Regions from separate parts of the Cyprinus carpio genome. Here region 1 is linked to region 2. The links are chromatin contacts, called in public Hi-C maps. All regions are on one chromosome and are shown on one strand. Each heading gives the region's core, a stretch centred on a gene start, on an enhancer-like site or on the middle of the called end of the contact. The rest is flanking DNA. Distances are from core to core; before and after follow the strand shown.

Evidence for each region. A called contact is a pair of places that touch in the nucleus more often than the background predicts.
Region 1: a Hi-C map of liver shows a contact between it and region 2, with 7 times the contacts expected there. The contact joins the promoter of LOC109050631 here to the enhancer-like site in region 2. A contact is called at or near these places in 2 of 8 Hi-C or Micro-C datasets (both in liver).

What each region holds. Positions count from the first base shown.
Region 1 is chrA3:17,653,146-17,658,627 of ASM1834038v1, forward strand. LOC109050631 (AP-5 complex subunit zeta-1-like) reads left to right here and starts at 3,376. Exons shown (of 18, transcript XM_042721217.1): 1 at 3,376-3,532; 2 at 3,668-3,805; 3 at 3,910-4,096; 4 at 4,171-4,315; 5 at 5,085-5,197; 6 at 5,329-5,482. The coding sequence starts at 3,492. LOC109050616 (forkhead box protein K1-like) reads left to right here. Exons shown (of 10, transcript XM_019068187.2): 10 at 1-2,004.
Region 2 is chrA3:17,092,934-17,098,856 of ASM1834038v1, forward strand. All of the region lies in intron 1 of LOC109048315 (protein tweety homolog 3-like), which reads left to right. Among protein-coding and RNA genes, the nearest start is that of LOC109048315, 7.4 kb to the left of the region's middle. Within about 2 kb of position 4,533, at least 2 of the 8 cell types and tissues checked have an H3K27ac peak or open chromatin away from gene starts, as enhancers often do. A contact at or near this core is called in liver, where this site is marked.

The DNA of each region.
Region 1 (5,482 bases), core at 2,126-4,625, 560 kb after region 2:
TTTTAACAGACCAAATACATATCCTCATCATTAGTGCCTTAGTGCTCCACTTCTTTCAGGACTAAATAAAATAGAAATCATTATGATGTACTACTTAAAGATAAACCACATCAAACTCACCTACTAAGAAGTTAATTTGCAGGTTTAAATGAACACATCTTGTATGAAAAAAGGAACAACAGGATCCTGCCTGTGTAATAATGTTTAGAACCTTAGAAGAAAAGGTGAGATGATGAATTATATTGTGACTGAAATTGACTGAGCAATATGATAAAAGTACACAGGAAATGAAATCTAGATGTTCTTTCTTTTTTGACCAGTGAGGTTTTGTACCATTTGCAAGCTTTTATTGATTCAGAACTTCTTATAGCTCAGTAGACTAATGTATAAATCAAGAGGAATCTGTTAGTAAACAGAAATGTCTATTTGTGGATTTAAAGGAACAGTTCACCCAAAAATGAAAATTTGCTGAAAATTTACAGACTCTTGGGCCATCGAAGATATCTTCATCTGAACAGATTTGGGGAAATTTAACATTACATTACTTGCTCAGCAATGGATGCTCTTGCAGTGAATGGGTGCCGTCAGAATGAAAGTCTAAGCAGCTGATAAAAACATTACAGTAATGCACAAGACTCCAGTCCCTCGATTAATGTCTTGTGAAGTGAAAAGCTGTGTTTGTGTAAGAAACAATTTCATCATTGAGATGAAGTTTTAACTTCAGACTGTTTCTTGTGGCTATCCATAGTCCTCTATCGATTATATTGCTTTCCCCAGAGAAAGTCAGCAAGTGATGTAATGCTAAATTCCTCCAAATCTGTTCAGATGAAGAAACAAACCAAGAAGAAGAAATCTTGGATGGCCTGAGGGTGAGTAGATTTTCACCAAATTTTCATTTTTGATTCAGCTGTTCCTTTGAAAGCTTTGAAAGAACATTTGGATTCAAATGATGCCGATATCAGCGCAAAAACATAAAGATTGATCTTAATTAGTCTGATTGGATATGGCTCGTTGTTTCATGTATTCAAGTGGGCTTCAATAAACACAATAAATGAGAGAAACACTATTCCATTTAAAGTATATTTTTATTTAAAAATCAAGAACAAAGTTTTGATTTGCCTGACAAATGAAAGCAATCCATGTGTACATGTTTTTTTCTCTCTCTCTTTCCCTTTAGATCATTATGGAGTAACCAGTAGAATGGTGAAACAAACATTGTCATTGTTAACACACTTATTGTACAGAATTAGCTGTCACTGCCTAAATGGGTTTTCATATTTTTTGTTTTCACAATCTGTCACAGTGTCTGTACGCATATATAACCATGGAGTATTTTTATCACAAAGATTCAAAGATTTTTTTTTATAATTTCTTTTTGTGCTTCTTGTGTTGTGCATATTAGCATATGCAAGTGTTTTACACTAAACATTTCTAATTTAAACTGATGTAGGTTTTCTCTCTCTCTCTTTTGACTCTATTTAAAAGATATAATCTGTTTGCATTGTACACAAAACACCCCACAAATCAGTGAGATCATGCCATGCATCTGTGAATGCCTCTAGGTTTGTCTGTTGTTTTTTTTATGTGTATTCAACTACACAAAGTGTATGAGGACTTTTCTTCTGTCTATGCATTTTATGCAATGGTGTATCTGGAACAAAAAAATACTTCACTGGCTAATCTTTTACATGAATCGGTGATGATGGCATTTTCTGTTTTGATTCCACTTGGATGAAGGTTTAAGCATTGCTTTGAATGTCTGCCCCTTCACCATCATTTTGTTTCTTTTATCATTCATGTAATTTATTTTCATGTCTTTATTGTATTCAGGGTACCTAGCTTGATTCTGTTTCTCAATTTTTCACAATTTGCTTCCAAGTTGTATTGCATTAACACTCTTTATAACCATGTGCTCCAAAACTCTGTCCCTGCCTGAGCAGAACTCTTGAATATGCTGGAATGTTAACAACAAACTATTAAAAAGTTTGAACTACAAAGTTTCAATTGCAGCCTGCTTGCACATGTAATGAAGATCTCTGACTTTAAGAACAGTAGGTATGAATTTATAGATTGCTAATTACAGCTTTGATTTTTACAGCATCAATGGATCTGTATAAAAATAAATGGTAACACTTTACAATAAGGTTCCATTAGTTAATGTATTAACTAACATGAACAATTCATTAAAGCATTTTTTAATCTTTCTTAATATTAGTTAATGAAAATACAGTCATTCATTGTTCATTTTAATTCTCAGTGCATAAACTAACAAGCACAATTTTTTATTTTAATAATGCATTAATAAATGTTGAAATTAACTAAGAATGATAAATGCTGTAGAAGTATTGTTCATTCTTAATTTGTGTTAACTAAAGTAGTTAACTAATGGACCTTATTGTAAAGTGTTACCAAATAAAATTGGTGTAAGTATTATAAATCTTGTTAAAATATTTAAAATTAATGACAAGGATTTTACTGAATGAATGAAAGATATTGTAATCACGAGACTGGCTTTATTAATTTAGTCAGAACAGTGTCTTTTTATTTTATTTAATTAGTTTGACACCTAAAACTTTCTCTTTAAATGTTTTACAGTTAAGAAAGTACTGTGCATTAACACTGCAATGCTATAGGATTATGTTGTTTTTTATTGTAGTTAGTCCTTCAGTAATTTAGTTAAATGATGGTTATACATTTAGTGTATTTCTATATTTTGTTGTAGAGAAGGTAGTAGGTAAATATAAAACTAGATTTTATTTTATTTTTAGAAAAAAAAACTTTCTTCATATATCAGTGCACTATAATTATTGGGGAATTAGGGTATATTTACATTGATTCTATTAAAAAAACACTATTTTTTTCCTTTCAAGTTTTGAATTCATTTACAGGTTGATTATTGCTTGTCATGTTATAAGTCTGCAGATGTTATTTAGTATATAAGGCGAATTTGGATTTTATTGTTTCTTATGAACACTGATCTTTCTCAAGGGGACCAAACCCACATTTATAGTTTAGCCATAGATGTATGTAACCATAAATGAATGAATATTCTACATATGGATGTGTAATTCTTCTTATATTCTGTGGCTCATTTCGGAATAACAAGCGTTCTACTCGCTCCATTTTTACTATAAACAATTTTCATATGCCTGTTGCTTTAAGAGGTTCAATAAATTGGAAGTTAAAAATGATCCCCCCGATTGGCAAAAGGGGAAGCGTGTATAAATCATATATCTACCGAGAGATACGAATATTCTAAGTAGATTTTTTTGTACACATAGAATATTCTAATTATTAAATATGATATTCTACCACTGTATGAATACACGCCGATTGTACCCTCCTGTTTGTTACACTGTTTTGTGGCCGACTTACGCGGAAAAGCGGAACCAATTGTTGTCATGTGATTTGTTGTCAGGACATTTTAGCGGAGGGAGCAAATGTTTTGATTCTAGTTTAATGTTTTGACATGTTATTGCATTATTTTCAGAATGTATGCTGCCGCGACGGAGAGTTTAATAAAGCAGGCAAGGTAAAACGGTATCTTTACGTAAAATGTTTACTGTCAAAAGCTGTATTCGTCACACGAGTGGTCAGTTTATAGTCTATGAGTTAGACAAGTTCTTCTCAGTGACAACTGAGTAATTCGTTCAAATGTGCTTTTCAGAGAAATAAAGGAGGAAGAGCTGCAGAGGTTTTGCGGGCGTATATTTAAGCAGCTCCACACTAAAGACGTTAGTGGAGACACGGTGGACTCCCTCCAGAGACTCAGTCTGATAGTTTCTGCCACTAAATATGCACGAGAGTGAGTCGTATTCATGTGAAATATATCTGAACAGCACATAGAGTGCAGAAAAGTATATTTAGGAGCATTTTAAGTGTATAATTGAACACCTCCATTACCATCAGGCTCCCATCAGATCTGGTGATGAAGCTGCAGACGGTTCTTCGTTCTTCCTCGTGTCCAGAGCATCTTCAGGTTCTCTCCTCCTCCATCATCCGGGAGAGCTCTCCTCCCAGCGTACACAGCCTCTGCTCAGATCCCAGTCACGACAGCAGGACCTTCAGCTATGTGGCCAGTGTTGTCCTCACTCAGGTGAGTCACATGCTGTTCGTGATCAGCTTGTGTTCTGTTCATGAACACTTAACTAATCATCTAATTGCCCTCAGGCTGGAAATAAAGAAGATGTGATGCCCCTCTGCCACCATTTGCTGAAAAGTCTTGAGTCTCGGCTGTCTGACGGGCAGATATCCAGACATACGCTTCCCATTCTCTCTAAAATGATTACTGCTTATCCAGAGATTCTCACAGATGGTAAAATTGATCACATTTCTGAAACCCAAAACCCTATTAGAAGTGTCTTTGGGAATTACAGTGGGGTCCAAATGTCAGAAGTAATGAAATCAGAAACAACTAATACAACATCACAGTAATTCACAAGACTCCAGTCCATCAGTTAACATTTTGTGAAGTGAAAAGCTGTGTGTTTGTAAGAAACAAATCCCTCATTAAGGTGTTTTAACTTTAAATCATTGCTTCTGGCTAAAAATACAGAGTCTATAATCCATAAAAACGCTTCCTCCGGTGGAAAAAGTCCATCGCTGGTGTCCTCTCACATCAAAATCCACCAAGATATTTGTTTAGAACTGTCTAGGGCTGTTTTTACTTTTAAATGCTGTTCTATCTGTGCATATTTCTCTCCTGATTCAGACTAGATGACTAATATTTTGGATAAAAGACTCCAGGAGCAGTAGTTCAAAGTTTATTACAAATATGCATCTTTTTGCTTTACAAGATGCTGATTGCTGGAATGGAGTTGTGTGGATTACTTGTGGATTATTGTGATGTTTTATCAGATGTTCGGCACCCATTCACAGTAGAGTATCCACTGGTGAGCAAGTGATGTAAATTTCTCCAAATCTGTTCCATTCTGTTTGTTCCAACAAACTCAATGCCAATCGCAGATTTTCAAAATGGACCCTCTCTGTAGTTAGCTTCTTATACATTGATAGGCATGATTGAAAATACTATAATCTGGAAAATGCAAAGACGTCAACATGAATTATGTGCTCTCTAAACCCAGATCAGGTGAATCTGGTCAGTCGTAAGTTGGTGGATTGGTTGCGTTATGCCAGTATGCAGCAGGGAGCCTCCATGTCTTCTGGGGGATTTTTCAGTGGACCAAGAACACGTCAGGTGGGGCATGTTGCTCTTCTTCATTCATCAGTACCTTCACCATCAACCGATTAGCTCAAGCGCAAGTTTATAATGACACTGTTGAGTGATCTCAGTGAACTGACCATCACTTGTCAACATCTCTTCATCAGCCAGCTCCGCTGACGGAGGTGGATGGGGTGGTGGTGGGTAACTTCTTCACTGTGCTGTGTGTGGGTCAGAGCTACACCGAGGACCAGTGGATGAATATGTACACTTTCTCTATGATCAAGAGTTGGCTTCTCACTTATGACACAGACGGGACTA
Region 2 (5,923 bases), core at 3,283-5,782:
AAAGCATGGCTCATGTGTTTACAAAGGCCGGGACTGTGGGAGTTTGGGCAGTGCCTCTCATGAATCGTCGTGGATGGAAGCCAAGCTGTGAAGGGGAGGTCCAGTCAGTGGGATGATGGATGAGACTGGAGCTCTGAGTTTGTTTGGGTGAGGACAGACCTACCAGTGGATGAGGAATGCACACAAGGCTTTCTAGAGTGTGCCACCACTGGGTTGTTTAACCTAAATGATGTAATTTGGCAAGTCTGTTATTGTAAAGTAAAAGTCTTTTTTCGGTAGTTAGGAGTTGGAATCACAGAATCACATACGCAAATATGTTACTTGGAGACATTTGATATTGGCTTCTGAAAAGAGGTGGTATTTCCATATTTAGTCTTTATCAATCCATTCTAAGCCATGTGTTTACTTTCAGCTGAAACTGTTCTTTCCAAGCAGATTTTGCTGAAGTCTAAGTATATTTGAACTGAGACATTAAAAGTAATCCTTTAAATCCATAAACCGTGCTTGTTTTTCTGGACATTTTCACTTGCAGCTTTATCTGAAGGACAGATTATTAGTAAGTAGTTCATGGTTGTATTCAGAGATTCTATTGGATTTTTTTTCTTCCAACATCTTAAAGACCTTGTGAAGTTGTGTGAGCGGGGTTTCTTTTATGTGTTGATATGTTGTAACTGGAAGTGGACTCATCCCTTTTTAATTTCAATTAGTAGTTTAGTTGACACTTGACTTGAAAATTATTAAAGTAAGCATGGAAAAAAAAAAATGTATGTTTCTATTTTATTTATTTATTTTGTTACATGTTTTGATCTTATTGTGAGCTATTTGTCTGTTTCATCTTTCAGGTTTTTTTTTTCTTTTTTTGACCTTGTAATTTTTCAATCAAAATTGGTGAGTTTCCAGTGTAACTACTTTGTCTCTGGTAAAGTATGCCCAAGTGTTCCAATCATTTATTCCACTTTCTTAAACCCCACCCTTTTCTTACAATCATCTGCAAGCTCACATTCAGATTGGCCTTCATCCAAATAACAACCGGTGGATAGAACCAAGCCCTTTTTCGATGATTTTTTTACACTTGGATATACGTCACAATATTGAAGAAAAAATCTGTCAACTTTAAATTCAGGCCACTTTCCATGTTTTAATCGATCGATTTCACAACCAGTTGTTGGATGGGAAAGGAGATATAGCAAAACTGAAGACAGACTAAGAAAGCAAAATTTGGCTCTTGCAAAAGCTAATCAGAGGGAGATTGTATTTATAACTAAAGGCAGTGCTGTTCAGTGAAATCATCAGTTGATATCGATAAATTATCACAAATTTCAAATCTTTATTTCTTTCAAGTTTAAAGGCAGATTTTTGCTCCTAAGTGAAGATTGTAGAAACCAGACCATTTTATTTGTGATTTTACACTACTCTTTATGGTCAGAACATAAGACACTTCACGTTTTTGAATTCTTTACATTTTTCCAGTCATGTATCCTTAACAAAATAAATATCTTAATAAAAAAATTTTTTTTTTAGTTTCTGCATGTTTTAATGAGTGATTTTGTTTTAAATCATGAAACAGGTTTGCGTTGCCTGACTTTGACGAGTATCTTAAGCACAGTTTGCAGTGCAGGCTGCAATATTAATAATATTGCCTTCTTTTGTTTCTTAGAAATGTACATTTAACAGTATCTTGAGTTGACAGTAGTAGTAGTAGCTTTAGTTAGTATGCAGATGTAAATTTGTTCATTATCATAAATGGTAACATCTTAAAAACCTATTTTTTTTTATATATGGTGTAATTGAATTCTTCCGACTGTTTGAGTTTTATTAAAATTAACCATTGGTCTTCCACAGTAGCATACATTAAGATCATGGTGATCACAGTTAAAACCACACATATAATACCATGTTAAAAATGTAACTATATGGGTATTTGTGTGAAAAACAGTTATACTGCACAAATGCTATAGCTTAATCACACAAAAAATACTGTAATTCCAATACTTAATACATTTAATACATGTTTACAATTCATTTAATCAAATCAAATGTGAATATCCCACATTTCTGCCACAGTACTATAGTGGGATAAGTGTTACTACAGTGTATATATGGTAAATGATGGCAATTTCAGGGCTCTAGAGTGCAACCTAATTTCTCAAAGGTGCGACTTAAAAAAAATCAGAGGTCGCACCGGTGCGACCAGCCGTTCGAGGAGAAAAAAAAGGCTCCGCGATTCTGAAAGTCTCTCTGTGGTTCAACAACAGACACTAGAGCCCTGCATTTCAGCCCAAGCCTGACAGACCCCAAATTTTTTACACCCCTAGAGCCGGACTTTGGGATAATTTTCACGTCATACTGTAGTTCAGACGCAGGCCGGGCCTCCCGCCTGTTTTAGACTTCTTCTTACTTTTATATTTTAGACATCCATTAATTAGTGATAAAAAAAAATTTGCCGCGCTGGTGGAAACAACATGAGACCGTGCTACCGCGAGTGTCAAGAGCGGCTCAACGGTGTTTAGTGTCCCGCAGCGCAGCTGAACAGTTCTCCGTTCAAATACACGCAATATGCTTAAGCTTGCCGCATAGCACTGCCAAAAGTAATTACCATAAATGTGACAGGGAGAAATAGTAAGGAGATATTTGAATTATTTACTAATAAACAAGTGTTTTCTGAGTCTGTGTCGCAAGGATGAAGTTGCTGATCCTGACTCGCCATCTCATTAGACGTGCCTTTAGAGAGAAGTGCATCTTTATGGATTATGATTATAGTGAAAGAGTTTTTGTTTTCGATTTGTTTTAAAGTAAAGTAATCAATTAAAGCTTTCTATAGATATATTTATCATGTCTGTGAGGCATGTTTTCACTGAGTTTTGCTTCATTTTAGTACTCCTGTTAAAGATGAGATGCAGAAAGCGCATCGTGTTTGTTTTCTTTATTTCATAAAAGCACAAAGTTTTGTTGATATTGTGAATGCACACAAATAAAATACCCTTTGCAGTTACGAATGATGTATTACTCTTACCTTCATGTGCAAAAATGACGGTGTATCTACTGAAAAAAAATGTAAGTGATCACGCTGGCGTCTCCACGTCCTGAAGCGTCTCTGCACAAACTACTGGATATAGCGCACATTTATCTGGGTCTAACGTTTAAACATTGTTATATGCTTGAACTGTTTTATATCTATAAATTTTAATTTAGGTGAGTCGTGATGATTTGAGAAGGCTTAATTGATCAAACAAAGGCTCAAACGTATATTTACCAAACAAGAAAAATGCTCCAAAGGTTTTTCTAAATTAACTTAACAAAAAAACGAAATGAAATATAATTACTTTGCTATTACATACAAGACTGAAAAATTTTAATAGCTGAGACAGTAGTATAAGCTGTTTAGGGACTGTTTAGCTGTTCAGATCAGACACTAGAGCATCCCTTCATTCAGACACAGTGGAAGATCTGATCAGAATCAGTCTAGAGTGGCCAAGTCTGGAAGATTTTGATGCTAGAGAGAGTGTGGCCAGCTGGTTTAGCCAAGGCCAAAGATCAAGAAGACCAAGCTACAGGAGTTGGCCATCCAAGGGGCATGTGACTGCGATGGAGGATAGTCCATAAGACATTGAGCCATGAGATGTTCAGTTTGAAGCCCTTTAAACACTTAATTTAGATTTTCTTTTTATTTCATTTATCTTGAGATGTTTTAAGTTTAAATTTCAACTCAGTGAAGCACTTTAAGCACCAACACTTTTTCAGTAATTTACCTTTCTTGTAGAATTGTGCTTCAAATATAGAACTTTATGTTGACCAGATTGTTAGTTAATCATTTACAAGTCAATATTGTCTATATGGACAGCGATTTAAAAAAAAAAAAAAAAAAAAAAAAAAAAAAAAAAAAAAGTGCACTTGTAAAACTGTGATGTTAAATGTGATGCAGTCGAAAATTAAAAAAAAAAAATTTAGGCGCACCAGTGCAACCAGTGCAAAAAGTTAGTCTAGAGCCCTGGATTTGTTGATTGAAAAGCTTCTGACTGTCTCGTTGCGCACCGTGTTTCTGCTGTTTGTCAGCACTGTTTCATCTGGCTCTAAACTAGTTTAAATCATGAGTCATTTGTGTTCATCACCGAATTGAAGTGCTTCACACTGGATCTCACAGCTCTGTTTAGTGTCGTGTGACTGAGATCATCGAGTAAACGCATCTGTTCCAGTGAGCTCCCGCTGCGCTGCTGCTTGAACTTTGAGCCGAGCAGATAAATGCTCCATGTGGCGAGGTTCAAATGAGTCACGCTGTTTTATTCCACTTTTGGCACATAAACATTATATTGAATTCTTGTTATTGTTTTATCAAGGAACATTTTATCATAATAATTATTGTTATAATTTTATCGCCCAGCCCTAATTAAAGGGATGAAACGTTTCTCATTCTAGAAAATTTTATTAGATTTATCTCCGAAAAATGGTACAAAAGCTGTCACTGGGGTGGTCCCCTTTCAGAAGGTACACTTTTGAATCATATTTACCCCTGTATTAGTACCTTTTAAAAGGTTAAAGCCTTTGTACCATTTCTCTTCTGACTGTTTTGCTGGAAGAGAAAAACTGTAAATCTTAAAAGAATTTTAGTGATGAACTAGTTATATACTAGATTTTGATTTCCAAGCTAACAGTCATGGATTAAAAGCATCACAGTTTTGATTTCATTTTTTCTGTCTGCTTGTTGTGGGAATGTGGGCTTGAGCAGGGCTTGAAGTTCAGATTTGAAAAACAAAACCCCCACATGATTTCCCACTCCCACACCCACTCCCCAGGCTGGCTGTGGGAGAGGTTGGAGAAATTCGTGACTGGCCTCTTCATGTCGTGGGGGAGCGCTGGAAACATTTCCTTTTTGATAATTGTAGCTCTAGTGTTTGTTGAGTCATTTTAGTCATTCTAGCGTGTCATTCTCAGGGATGTCGTTGGGCGCACAGGAAGTGAGAGCAGCCAGGGATGCTGCTAATCTGTTTTGTCAGCGTGTTTGCATGGTGTGATACAGACTGACGAGGCCGTCCTGTAGTCAGGCCAGGCAGGAAACACAAGCTGTCTCTCAAAGTGGCATACTGCCAATAATTTTGTCACGTGGTTGGCTGGTTATTAAGGATTTGAGAAGGAGCCAATCATGGAGCGGTGTGTAAACAACCCTGTTTGAAATATTTATGTCTGCTTTCATTTGACTCCAGATCTTTTTTTTGTTTTTGTTTTTTTTCAGTTTACATTTACAGTAAGGTGTTAACTACTGACTTCCTGTGTGTGTGTGTGTGTGTGTGTGTGTGTCTGTGTGTGTGTGTGTGTGTGTGTGTGTGTGGGGTGGGGTGGGGGGGGTATTGCCATCCAGTCTGCCTTCAAAGGCTGAAAAGCTTTTGACATCCTCTCTGAAAGTGTTTCTAACTCCTCCCTAGATTACTGTTGGTTTCCCAAAGAAATCTCTGACCCAGATTTGGCCCCTTGCTGCTCCAACTGCAAATGAAAAGAGCCTCACTCCTTTTCCATGACAAGGTGGAGGCTATATGGCTCCCTAAGGAAAATTAAATCAGTAGAAAGCAATGGTTTGTGTTATCAACATGTATATTTCAGGTTTTAAGTTTAACAATATTGTGTTTTTTTTAGAGTGTAAAGATTTGCTTAAATTAAATTAAACTATTAAGCTTTGCTTTTTTCAGAAACCTCTGGGGGGTGAATAAAGGCCTCCTGTAGTGAATCCATGCATATTTGTGAGAAAAATATCAGTATTGCAAACATAATAAACACTTTCCTTTCACTTCCATCATCCGCATACGCAGAAGCCGTTCCGGTGGATGATGTAGCATGTATGCTCAGCGCACGCCTCTGAGATATGCTAGTCTTGCAAGTTTGTTTATAGAAGCAAAGGAAAACCAGTCTCCTCTTGGTTTATATCGAAATCCTC